Regions from separate parts of the Arachis hypogaea genome. Here region 2 is linked to region 1. The links are chromatin contacts, called in public Hi-C maps. All regions are on one chromosome and are shown on one strand. The core of a region is the stretch at or near the end of the contact, and the rest is flanking DNA. Distances in the headings are between cores, read along the strand shown. Region 1 holds the start of LOC112775669 (DNA excision repair protein ERCC-1). Region 2 holds the start of LOC112777246 (E3 ubiquitin-protein ligase ATL6).

Region 1 (6,760 bases), core at 2,676-5,175:
TCGTAAAATCTTAATATCTTAAAGTGTTGTTTGCTTAGATATTATTACTAATTGGTCATCGCCGTTTCTCTATATCTTTTCAATGATCATAATTTTTTTGTTTTTTTTTTTTAAAGTTATTCTGTTAAAAAGATTTTTGAATTAAATATAAATATTTAAAAATGCTATTGGGCATGTTATATTGCACTAAGGGGCGTGATATATTGAACTAAAAGTTCGGTAGGATCCAGAAAATTAAAATTTTAATGTAACTAGTATATTGTAATAAAATATTTTGTTTTTTGTAACGAACAATCATTTTGTTATAAGATTTTAAAGATGTTTTGTAACGAACAAAAAAAATTTATGCAACAGTTTAAAATATTTTGTAACGTAGGGAGATTCAAATTTTATAATTTTTTTGGTAAAAAACTATAAACTACTTCCTTCTTTCAGAACTTAACCCAAATAATCCATATTTTACTAATACACGAATAATTAAAGAGAACGAAAATTGATAAACGAAGAACGAAAAGGCGAGAATACTAAATATTTATAAAAAAAATTTTTAACAAGTTTTAGAGTTGTCTTAAAATTTCTAAATATTTTGTATGACAATTTTAATTTGTTCCAAAGCACTACTTTTAATAAAATATTATTTCTTTTAACTAAATAAATTTTGAGAAAAAACTAATTTCAAATATTATGTATGCATGCTCATCTGCTAGTTAAAATAAAATAAATGTAATAAATATCATATATCTTTATCGGTTATTCATTTTAGAAAAATATTAGGAATGTTAACTCATTCTTCTAATTGTTTTTCTAATTTTTTAATAAAAAAATAAAATTTTCTTTTTTAGTATTTTTAAAAAATAATATATATATATATATATATATATATATATATATATATATATATTCTTATATATTTAAGTATTAGAAACAGAATCAGAAAAATAAATTTTCATTTTCAATCATTACTCTTCTATTTTAAGTTTTTCAAAAAAAAATTTAACAATGGCTTAATTTTTTTTATTTTTAAATATTATAATAAAATTATGTGTATAATTACTTTGTTCTAATAATTCAATAAATGATGTGTTAGTAATATATATTCATTTTTTAAGAATACAAATCTAGAAATAATTTTAATATTAAAAATATAAAAAAAAGATGTAAAATGTGTTTGACTATTTCATTAAAAAGACAATCCACTTCCCAGTATATAGTGACACCATCTCTTTCTTTTTCCTGCACGGACATCTTCAACAGTTATTGTTCCGTTTTCAAATCTCCACAACAAATAATAGTAAGCCGTAATTATACTGCAACAATTTAAGATTCCATTCTCTCCCTCTTACATTATCTACACTACATCCACACAAGGTGTTATTAAACTTGTGACTAAAAAGACATATCCGTAAAATTGTATGAGTTTTATAAATAGATTTTCTATTTTTTTTTTTTACCATCTTAACTAGTCATACGTAGGTAAATAATATGACATCATTATATACAATTTAAAATTTTATTGAGTAGTTATACCTTTTAGGGTATGAGGCAAACACCCCACTACAATTATTAAAAATAAGTTAAATGATATATGTATTTATACACAAATTTATAATAGATAATTTGATAGCTAATTTTTTTTATATAAACATAATATTTTTATTATAAAAGTTATTATTATATTATATATATTTCGTCCAACTATCAAAATTTTATAGCTGATTGTATATCAGGTAATCTGTGGGCTACCTTAATTTAGAGTTTTGGGCCTGAAGGTAAGATTTAGGCTTCTTTCCATGATTCGATAACGATGGTTCTTATGATGGCCAGAGTTTGAACATGTAGCATCATATATCTTTCTAAAGACTTGTGTTTTTGTTAATTATCTCGTTCCTTTATATTCATGTAGTTCCTATCAACAAAATAATGTAAGGAAAGTTGTGCAAAAGTTTATAGCATGTGTTTAATTTGTTAATGTTAGCCAACGTACGAAATTGATGTCTCAATGAAGCATTTACTTGATCGAATTACTGCTTTATTTTTAATAGTTATAATTCGTAATTATTTTATATACTTTTGATGATAAATTCTTTCCTTACAATCCATTGTATGGGTGAAGTGGCATATATTATTATAGTAGGGGTTAATGTACATTATGATGAATAATGAGATTGTCATTGATACAATGAATATATCTCAATCCAACCGTGTGCCAAGGAGAATAAGCGAAAGTTAGGGTCTGTTTTTTTTTTGGATTTCAAGTAAATTAAGATGTCACCATTTATAGCATAAATTTTAAAACCGAAAACACCTTTTTGAAAAGAGTAAAAGTAGACGATAAACTTCATGTTTAATCCATATGTATTATACACACAACAAAAGTAGGTTATGCCAACTAGTGTTTTTTTTTTTTTATTATTAGAAAATGTTAGCGGGTCAGCAGGAATTACTACTTCCTGCCATGAGGTAACATAATATTTTTAGAGATATGAGTTTTAGTCTATTGTCGGACAACTAGAGTACTATGATCGAGTTGGTGACTACCATGGATTAGCAAGTAAACAATGACTTTAACGATGACCATGTAGCGTTTTTGAATTAACACTTCCTGAGCTAACCATTTCTATTAAATCTAAAGTTATATCACATGTTGTCCGATAATTGTGTTCATGTGTTGGGCCGAATTTAATTAGACCCAAACCAAACTATAAAAGGCAATCGATTGTATTTTAGTCCTATACAAATCTGACAACAACCTAAACTTAGTTAAATTGGGTCGACCAAATTATATTTTTATTATGAAAAACAGGGTCATATCGGGCTGGATAATGCAAAAATGACAACAAATAAATTTGAAAAACCCTAACCAAGCAAAAATATGCCTTCAGCTCGGTTTGAGTTTTGGGCCGGTCTGGGTCGTGAGAACCCTTAGTTTTCATTGAACTGATAATAGCAAACACATATTTTATTCCAATAATCCAATCCTTGAACCCAACGGGAGGACATTCTTTAGTACGAAAACTAGGGTGTAAATTAGGCGCTCTTCCAGCTTAAATACTTCTTCGGGAACCATTTTAATTTCTAATCTTACTATGCATATGTTTACCTTTGTGGATTTAGTCATCCTTAATCTTTGGTATTTTGGTCCTTTCTTATTGCTCTGTCCAAAATAGACTAGACATAGACTATGAGAAGAGTGACTACTCGGATGAGGTTATACTAGCAGAACTTCTTTGGAAGATTGAATGTAGATTCCTAAAGCAACGAATGAGTTATTGTGTAGAAGAGTGGAGTCAACAAAGTGGTGAACTAAGAAAGCTTTTCTTGACTGAGGAATCCCTCCTTTTTGCAGCAAACGTTATGTGAAGTGGAACGGCGAAGGAAGTAAGACGACGACTCTAATAGTATTAGGTTAGTGGATAACCCACAACGACCAACGCGAGCCGTCACAAGTAGATAAAAGGTAAGCGAATCTTTCAGAAATTACTAGAGAATCTTGTAAACATTTTCCAAGGCCAAGAAATAGATCAACATGTTTTCAAACTAAAAAGATGTCAAAGCTATCTCCACAGGTATCCCTTAAAAGGCGTTCAAGATGCACGTTCTATCTCAAACCGGTCACATATGTCAATTTTGTTATGTTTGAATAGTTTGAGTTTTTTTTTTTTCAAATTCCCATAAGCTCGCTGCAATTGATTTTTTTGGGTAAAAACCAAGATTTTAAAAACCGATTCGAATCGACCAGTCGAATCAGTCAAACCGCAAATCGAAAAAAAAAAAAAAAGCGAATCAATCAGATGAGAAAATTGGAAAATTCAAAAACTGCTCTTGAACCATCAAACCGGCCAGAAATCGATCGACTGAATCGAACCACGACTCGGCCGGTTTTTTGCATTTTAAGTTTAGACGGCGCCGTTTTGTAGCACATTAAGGCACGGGAGGTAACCCTCACCGCCCCAGCCCTAAGCCTGCCCCCTAACCAAAACGCGCTCCTGCCTCTCTCACACTCAGCCAGTCCGAGTTCCTCTCATCGAGCTCGTGCTCCTCCGTCACTTCCGTCCAGCCACCGCCTGCTACCGCCGCCGACGCAATTGCGAACTTGGAAGCCACCGTCGCGGCGTCGCATCTTCCTTCCCCTCCGTTGCGCAGCAACCGTCGCAACTTCCTTCCCCTCCATTGCGCACCACCGTCGGAACGTCGAAGCCTCCGTCCCGCAGTCGTCCCGCCGACGCCAACTCTGTTCCGCCTTCAGCCTTCGATCGTGCTCCACTGCTCCCTGTCCCCCTCTTGCACCAGCTCTGCCCTGTTCTGCGCTCCCTCAGTCCCTGGTATTCAAAATTTTTTTTTGTAACTATAATTGAATAATTTTTCATTAATTTTGTGAACTGTGAACTATTAATTTTTGTTGTTGTTAATTTTGTGAACTGTGAACTATTAATTTTTCTTGTTGTTAGTTAATCTGGGAACTGAGGAGGTGGAAAATGGAGAATGAGTTGAAAGAGCAAAACAATAAGAAGAACGACGATGGCGCGAACAAGAAGAGCTCCGTAGTGATCAAGATACCTTCCTACGAAGAAGTTCTCCAAAGCTCGCAACAAAAATCAACTCCACCTTCACTCTTCCTTCCCTCGCAAACATTCTCCCAAACCTTTTCTTTCGTCAAATCCTCTGAGTTCTACGCTCCTCCGCCTCCTACCACCAACACCGCCACCACCATCACCGCTGCTTCTTCTTCAATTTCAAGGTTTACTTTACACATTTTTGGTTTATCTTTGCTACGAATTTTGGTCCATTGTTAAGTATAAACATCGCTATCTGTAGTATTTGAAGATTAATTTGATGATTTAGGGAAAGTTCTCAATTGAACCCTCCATCTTCAACTTCGACGTCTTCTGCTGCTGCAGCTTCGTCTCAAGTCGCTCAAAGTCGCAATGCCATCCTTGTTAGCCACAGACAGGTTTAAGCAGTGTGATTATTTTCATTTATTGAGTTTTCTGTTCTAATTTTCATTATTTATATTATTATTATTATCTGGTGAACGTTTTTGTTTTCTTGTATTTTGCAGAAAGGAAATCCGTTGCTTAAACACATTAGGAATGTTAGATGGACCTTTGCTGATATTGTTTGTGACTACTTGCTTGGTCAAAGCTCATGTGCACTCTATATCAGGTTAGGCTTTTTGTCTTTTTCCTTTCAATTTTTGGGAAGTTTAAGGTTGCTTGTTTTGTTGTTGTATTTAGAGGTAGTACTACACTGATTTAGTGCGGTTGTTCGTTATGTTTGTTGTTGTTGTGATCAATAAATACTTATGTTGGATGGCAAGTTGCATTCCTTGCTAGTTTGTCCGGAAATATAACTTATTCAACCGATTTGAAGTCAAGTGATCTATTAGAGAAATGTTTTGTGTACTCGTTCTTTCTTGTACACTACGTCAACATTATGAGCATTTAGGAGGAGATTTAGGAACCACAAGGGATAAGTCTCATACCCAAGAGGGGACTGGCATGTGTTTGTTTAGTGAATGAGAGAGAATAAGTGGACATAACACATTCGTTTTTATCACTGAAGTTCCATCTTTTTCAAAATGTGATGCACAGCTATTTCCTCGTTTGTTGAACTTTCATATCAAATTGCAAGCTGATGATCAATCTCCTCGTTCATGGTCTATCAATAGTAGGACGATGCAACTGTTTTTATTATTAGGGTCCTGTATTAAGAAAAAAATGACACTCACCACATGACTTAATTTAGTAATGAACTAAGCTACTTGGAATTTTCTAATTCATTTTCTCACTAGTAGGATTGGTTTAATATATTTATGCATCAATTTGACTCAAGTGGATGTTTCAAATGCAGTCTCCGGTATCATTTGCTGCATCCAGACTATTTATATTATAGAATAAGGGAGTTACAGAAGAATTTCAAGCTTCGAGTAGTCTTATGCCATGTTGATGTGGTCAGGCACAGATATTCCCAATCTCTAGTTGCATCTATTTTATTTTATGCTTACCGCAAATCTATCTGGAAATATTGTCTTCATGAACTAAATTACATTTTTTTACCTCATTGATTGCAGGAGGATGTAATGAAGCCTCTTCTTGAAGTTACCAAAACAGCTCTGCTTCATGACTGCACCCTTCTATGTGGATGGAGGTGAAATTAATGCTCCTTCTAACTTGTGAAGTTTGCATAGTTTCATGCTTAAAATGTCTTTCTATTTTATTTTTGTCAACTCTTAGTGGTGTAAAAATGGTGCTATTATCTGCTATTGGCTAGCTGATGAGTTTATTATGAAATACTGACTAGAAAATACAGAATAGCTATCAATCATTCAATCCTCTTATTCAGGATGAAGGTTCATGGTTAAGATGTTGATGAATAATGTTAATGTGAACAGCTACTCAGATGCATGCTTGTTCCTTGTGCCTCTCTTTTGTTTTAGGTGATACAGTCACAAAAAAGAACATTTTAGAGGAGAAAGATTCTTGTAGTTTCAATTGCATTTGTTGTTTTAGCATAATTTTACTATTTAAAGGAACTTGCAACTGCTGTAACATGCAAATTAATTTCAGTAGCTGTAGTAGCATCTGGTAAGATTCCTATTACCTAACTAATTTAGTTTATATCGTTCCATTCTACTGTCATTCTAGCTTGGAGGAATGTGGCCGTTACTTGGAGACCATAAAAGTATATGAAAACAAGCCTGCAGACATTATTCAAGGCCAAATGGATACAGACTATCTGTCACGGGTGTGCTTATGGTTTA
Region 2 (6,760 bases), core at 2,583-5,082, 800 kb before region 1:
TATACCTCGCAGTAGGAAATCGGGCAATAGCCTCAACACTAGTCAGAGAAGACGAAAGTGGGTAACAACCCATTTACTTCATCAGCAAAGCTTTACAAGGGGCTGAACTGAACTATCAAAAGATAGAAAAGTTCGCCTATGCACTCATACTCACTTCTCGCCGACTCCGCCCATACTTTCAAGCGCACACTATCAAGGTTCGGACCAACCAGCCCATAAAAAGAATTCTACAGAAGACAGACTTAACTGAAAGAATCCTACAATGGGCAGTTGAGTTGTCTGAATTCGATCTCCTATGTGAAACTCGGAGAGCCATCAAGTCACAGTATCTGGCCGACTTCATTGTTGAGTACACAGATACCCCGGGAAATCCCACAAAATGGAAACTCTACGTGAACGGCTCTTCGAACAAAACTGGAAGTGGCGCAGGCGTGATAATAGAAAGTGATCAGGGAACCCAATTCGAACTCTCATTAAAATTTGACTTATCTGCTTCAAATAATCAAGCCGAATACGAAGCATTACTAGCTGGTTTGAGGCTGGCTAAGGAGATAGGAGTTCAAAAGCTCACCATCTTCAGTGATTCATAAATAGTTACCTTGCAAATAGAAGGGAATTACCAGGCCAAGGATCCCACCATGAAAAAATATCTAGACAAGACCAGAGAACAGCTCAGACAACTCGGGGAATATGAGATCCAACATATACTTCGGGAACAAAATGCTCGAGCTGATGCACTCTCAAAACTAGCCAGCACCAAACCAGGGGGCAATAATAGAAGCCTCATCCAGGAAATATTGCAAAGCCCATCAATCTTAGAGGAAGAAAAGATCATAACCATATCAGGTCAAGATCAGTGGTGGATGACCCCCATAATCAACTACCTCAAGACAGAGGCACTCCCCACAGATAAGAAGGAGGCAAAGAGGTTGATACGCGAAGCACAGCACTACACCATAGTAGGCAACATCTTATACAGAAGAGGGATCTCAACACCCCTCCTAAAATACGTACCAACCTCCAACACCAGGGAAGTCCTGGAAGAAGTACACAGTGGCATGTGTGGCAACCACTTGGAGGCACGAGCTCTTTCCAAAAAGATACTACGAGTTGGATTCTTCTGGCCAACCTTACAAAAAGAAGCAACAGAATTCATTAAAACATGCCCACCATGTCAGAAGCATGCTAACTTCCACGTCGCCCCACCAGAAGAGCTCATCAGTGTGACGTCACCCTGGCCATTCGCAAAATGGGGGCTAGACCTACTCGGACCCTTTCCCCAAGGATCGGGACAAGTCAAATTTCTCATTGTAGGGGTGGACTATTTCGCAAAATGGATTGAGGCAGAGCCCCTAGCCAATGCCACTGCTCAAAGAAGTCGGAAGTTTCTATACAGGAATATTATTATAAGGTTTGGAGTCTCTTACTCCATCACCACAAATAATGGCACTCAATTTACGGATATAGGCTTTAGAAACTTGGTAGCTGACTTGAAAATAAAGCACCAATTCACATCTGTAGAACACCCACAAGCTAACGGACAGGCAGAAGCTGCCAACAAAGTCATACTAGCTGGGTTAAAACGGAGACTACAGGACGGAAAGGGAGCTTCGGCCAAAGAGCTCCCACAAGTCTTATGGGCATATTGGACAACTCTGCACTCCACCATAGGAGAATCACCTTTCTGACTTGCTTACGGAATTAAGGCAATGATCCCAGTGGAGATAGAGAAAGGATCTCCTAGAATAATCCTCTACAATGAAGAAGCCAACTCCCAAAATCAAAGAGAAGAGCTTGACCTACTACCCGAGGTCCGAGAAGGAGCTCGAATTAGAGAGGAAGCGCTAAAGCGTCAAATGACTTCAAGGTATAATCAGAGGGTAATCCGCGAAGCTTCACCTGCAACGATCTCATCCTAATCCAAAATGACATCAGAGCAGGTCAATCAGGAGAGGGGAAGCTAGTAGCTAACTGGAAAGGACCTTACCGAGTTGTAGAGGTACTGGGAAAAGGCTGCTACAAGGTGTCTGACCTCAAGGGACGAGAGCTACCAAGGTCATGGCATGCCTGTAATCTAAGAAGGTACTATAGTTAGACAATAATAAAGATCTTAGGTTAAGGTGCACTCTTTTTCCTGAAAAAGGTTTTTTAATGAGGCACCAAGCCAAGATCTACAAAATTGCCCGATTTAGAAGGGTAAGCACTTATATGAATACATTCTTGTCTATATGTCTATTTTCTACTTGAATAAAATTTTTCAGATTCCCTAAAAGGTTTCCTACCAAGACGTATTGATTTGAGCGAAAAAATTCATTTTCCGATCACGACAAGGTCGGCAAGGTAAAAACCAAATTCACCGTCCGGTCATGACAAGGTTGGCAAGGTGAAAACCAAATTCACCGCCCGATGACGACAAGGTCGACAACGTGAAAACCAAATTCACCATTTGATCACGACAAGGTCGACAACGTGAAAACCAAATTCACCGTTCGATCACGACAAGGTCGGCAAAGTGCAAGCGATTAAAACATATCAATGCAAGAAGTTATGAAAAGTAATCCATAAAAAGTGGCCTGACGAGGTCTGACTAAAAATGGACTGCTAAAAATAACTTACAAAGAGGTCGGACAAAACGACCAACGCAAAAAGTTGTAAAAAGTTATCCAAAAAAGTGGCCTGACGAGGTCTGACTAAAAATGGACTGCTAAAAATAACTTACAAAGAGGTCGAAACAAAACGACCAACGCAAAAAGTTATAAAAAGTAATCCATAAAAAGTGGCCTGACGAGGTCTGACTAAAAATGGACTACTAAAAATAACTTAAGAAGGACCCACAAAGAAGAAGTCGGACCTCCATAAAAAGTGGCCTGACAAGGTCTGACTAAAAATGGATTACTAAAAATAACTTAGGAAGGATCGACAATAGAAGTTGGACCAATGAAAAGCGTGCATTAAAAGGGAAAGCCACGACCACCGCAGATCTCGTCCGAGATCAACCTACAGTTTCAGGTAACCCTCGGAACACTTACCATTCCTTCAAATGCTTTCCGTACAGCAGAGTTGAGATCAACTTCCAATAAAACTGGATCTTTATCCTCCTTAAATTCAACTTCTGTCCACCTATTGACACTGACAGCACCTGCACAAAAGCTCTCCATCTTTTGGTAATCGATTAGTGAGAATTTGTCTGGTAATGAAAATTTTAAGGCAATATTTCCATTGCAAAACCTTCCAAGCTTTGGTAGATCAGGTAAATCACAGAGCCAAACCTTAAACCACGATCCAGAAGGCTGTAAATTATTTCACCGTTAGGCTTGAATTTTGGCTTGGGCAGAGATAAGGGGTTAGGGTTAGAAATTTTTTTATAGGAACTTAATTGTATTTTAAATTATTATGAATTTAAATATCTGCAAAATAAAAAATCAAGGATATATTTATCTTTTTATAAAAGAATTTAAATATAATTCGGTTCATATTGTGTAAATCGATCGAAACAAACCAGATCTAATAATTATAATACAGACAATTGGACTTATTATTTTTGCTATGATAAACTGATTTTGTTGTGGTTTATTAAAAAATAGCTTATTAACCGGTTTAATAAAAATGTTCAATCATATTATGATACGTGTACACATCTTTAAAAAAAAATCATTTTTTGTGTCTTTATTTAAATGGTCTCTATTTTTTTTGTTAGTGAACTTTTTTTTTTCATTAATTAACTGCCTTCCTAATTAATTTCCTTCCTAATAGAGTTGGTCCCCCAAATATTTTTTCTATGGAAGCTTCGGCGGCATTAAGTTAGTCCACGTAGTACACCGTCTCTGACCACAACTTTAAATCACTTAATTAATTAGATTTCAATCAAACATACAAACCCTCAGCTTCATTCTTACCTTCCGTTCCTCAACAACTGGCAGCGATTCCCACTTTTTCCATTTATAAGCTAAACCCCCTTCACTCTTAACACCCTTATTTTCTTTCTTCTATTCTCTACAACTCAACAAAACGTTGTTCAGTGACCAAAAACAACACCACCATGACCTCCATTTTGCATAACCGTCCAAATGACGCAATTATCCTTCTCTCCTTCTTTCTCTTTCACCTGCTTCTCTTCTTTCCCTTCACCGGAGCACAATCCGATAACAACAACCAAAACAACAATTACTACAACCGTTTCAGCCCTTCCATGGCGATCATAGTTGTAATCCTCGTCTCCGCACTCTTCCTCATGGGATTCTTCTCCATCTACATCCGCCACTGCTCCGACTCTCCTTCCGCCAGCATCCGCCACCTTGTCGCCACCGGCAGATCCCGCCGTGGTCACCGAGGTCTCGACCCTGCCGTCATCGACTCGTTCCCAACCTTAGAGTACTCAGTCGTAAAAATCCACAAGATTGGAAAGGGAGCACTCGAATGCGCAGTGTGCCTCAACGAGTTTGAAGACACTGAAACGCTGCGTTTGATTCCCAAATGCGACCACGTGTTCCACCCTGAGTGTATCGACGAGTGGCTCGAGTCTCACACCACGTGTCCGGTTTGCAGAGCCGACCTCCTCCCACAACCGGGAGACTCCGTACGCGGCGCCGCCGCCGTCGTGATTCCGGAGTTGGCAAACGACGAGTTGTCCTCGCCGCGCAATTTGGAATCGCGGAACCAAAGCGACGTCGTAGTTGCTGTGGAGCAAGAAAGTGAGAATCTGGAGAGTAATAAGAATGAAAGGGTAAGTGTTGATGAACGGGAAGTATTGTGTTTGAATATGAACCAGGCGTTGAATTTGAACCGCACCAGGGGTTCCCGGTCGGGGAGGCCGAGGAGGTTTCCGAGATCACATTCGACCGGGCACTCGCTGGTCCAACCAGGTGAGGACACAGAGCGGTTCACTTTAAGATTGCCTTTGGAAGTGAGGAAGAAGATTCTAGAACCTCAGTTGAACCGAGCGAGGAGCTTGGTTATTTTGCCGAGAGAAGGGAGCTCAAAGAGGGGTTACCGAACTGGGGGCGGAGAAGGAAGTAGTAGGGGCTGGTCTACAAGGCGGTTAGACCGGGTTTTTAAGTCGGACCGGTGGATTTTCACTATGGCGCCACCGTTTCTCGTTAGGGCGTCGTCAATTAAGTCACCACGGGTGGCTAATAGCGCCGGCGGCGGAAGTTCATCGGCTGCTCCAGCAGCTGCACCACCAGTTCTGACTGCACCAACAGCAACATCAGAAATAGACCATCTACCGGTTTAACTGAGCTTTCTATGAACCCAACTTAAATGGTTCTTTTGTATTTATTCTTTTGTTTGTTTTTTTTTTTATAATTATTATTTGGCCACGATTTTGGTTTTCCAACGTGAAATTTGTAAAGATGTGTATAAGTAGCACATTTATTGATACACAGTGAAATCATATCATAAATTAAATTTCAGTTCAATTAAGAATGTTAAGAATTTATAAGCAAAATGAGATAGGTTGAGGATTTTGGAGTAATTATTTTACCTGCGTCTTCTATATTCTATGGTGAGGGCTATACTCTGTGATGAGGGGTCCATCTAAAGCTTCATCTTTTTATTAGTGATGATTTTTCTAGATAAAAATTAAAAACTAATAAAAAAGTCATTCAAATGCACATATTTTAAATATGTTTTATACTTCAGATTGTTATTATCAGCAACTAACTTTTTGAATAAGCAAGTGTGCAACTTTGAAAAAAGTGAAATTGGTTTCCTTGAAATTTTGGGTCTATTCTTAGTTGATTTCTGGCTTTTTACCATGGGTCTATTATTTTTATTTTAGGAAATTTAACACAATAAGTGGAGTATCGTATTAGATAAACAAAATATTCAAACAGTACTCAAATAAACAAGTAGTACTCAAGTCATTGTGAGAAACTAGAGAAAATATTGTAAAGATTTTTTTTTAATGAACACCATAAATTAGTTATAGTATATTTATATATTATTTTATTCTATTTTAATGACCAATTATTGTTAATTAATTTTTGTATTCACATCTTTTCATTTATTTGTTACTGTTTTTAAAATTTATTATCAAATTATTATTATTTTAAAACATATTACTACCATGATAAAAAGATAACAATTCAGTAATATATTTTAAAATGTAATAATTCAATAATTAATTCTAAAAATAGCAGTTGATAAGTAAAAAATTCCCGTATTCATGTAGCATGCATGACTCAATAACATATATTGAGGAATCGCCTTATTCATTTGCTTCAAATTATCTATCAGAAAAACGATAAATAAGTTTTTAACTTTTTATTTTAAAGATAAATAAATTTTTTATTAATTAAAAATATAAAAATATTTTTTATTATTAAAAATGAAAGATATTTAAGTTCTTTTAAAAAATTTATTTATCTTTATATATTTTAGATTGACAAATTTAAATATCTTACTTTTTAAAAAATAAAAGATATTTTTATATTTTTAATTAATTAAAAATTTATGTATTTTAAAATTATAAAATCAGAGATTTTTTTTTTCGTTTTTAACATGAATGGTCAATGATAGTCCTAGTAGAAATTAAATATGACTTTGTACTTTTCATATGAGATATTACTTTTATATGAGGATAGTTTCATTAGCTTTAATTTTATATTTTGAATAATATACATATATATATATATATATATATATATGTACAAGATGTCTCTGGTACGGGTTGAGAGATGGATCGAGAACTTGTGGGTTGAGGCAGATGTCGGATCACTTGCCTGGAGCAATGGGGGGTGGTACCTGCAAAGACACTCCG

The links. A called contact is a pair of places that touch in the nucleus more often than the background predicts.
Region 2: a Hi-C map of leaf shows a contact between it and region 1, with 5 times the contacts expected there. The contact joins the promoter of LOC112777246 here to the promoter of LOC112775669 in region 1. A contact is called at or near these places in 2 of 8 Hi-C or Micro-C datasets (both in leaf).

Annotation. Positions count from the first base shown.
Region 1 is chr19:45,699,494-45,706,253 of arahy.Tifrunner.gnm2.J5K5, reverse strand. It overlaps LOC112775669 (DNA excision repair protein ERCC-1), which reads left to right and starts at 3,925. Exons shown (of 10, transcript XM_029295492.2): 1 at 3,925-4,322; 2 at 4,449-4,738; 3 at 4,843-4,951; 4 at 5,060-5,163; 5 at 5,851-5,950; 6 at 6,071-6,147; 7 at 6,645-6,744. The coding sequence starts at 4,476.
Region 2 is chr19:46,498,283-46,505,042 of arahy.Tifrunner.gnm2.J5K5, reverse strand. It overlaps LOC112777246 (E3 ubiquitin-protein ligase ATL6), which reads left to right and starts at 3,832. Exons shown (of 1, transcript XM_025821579.3): 1 at 3,832-5,446. The coding sequence starts at 4,040. The coding sequence ends at 5,233.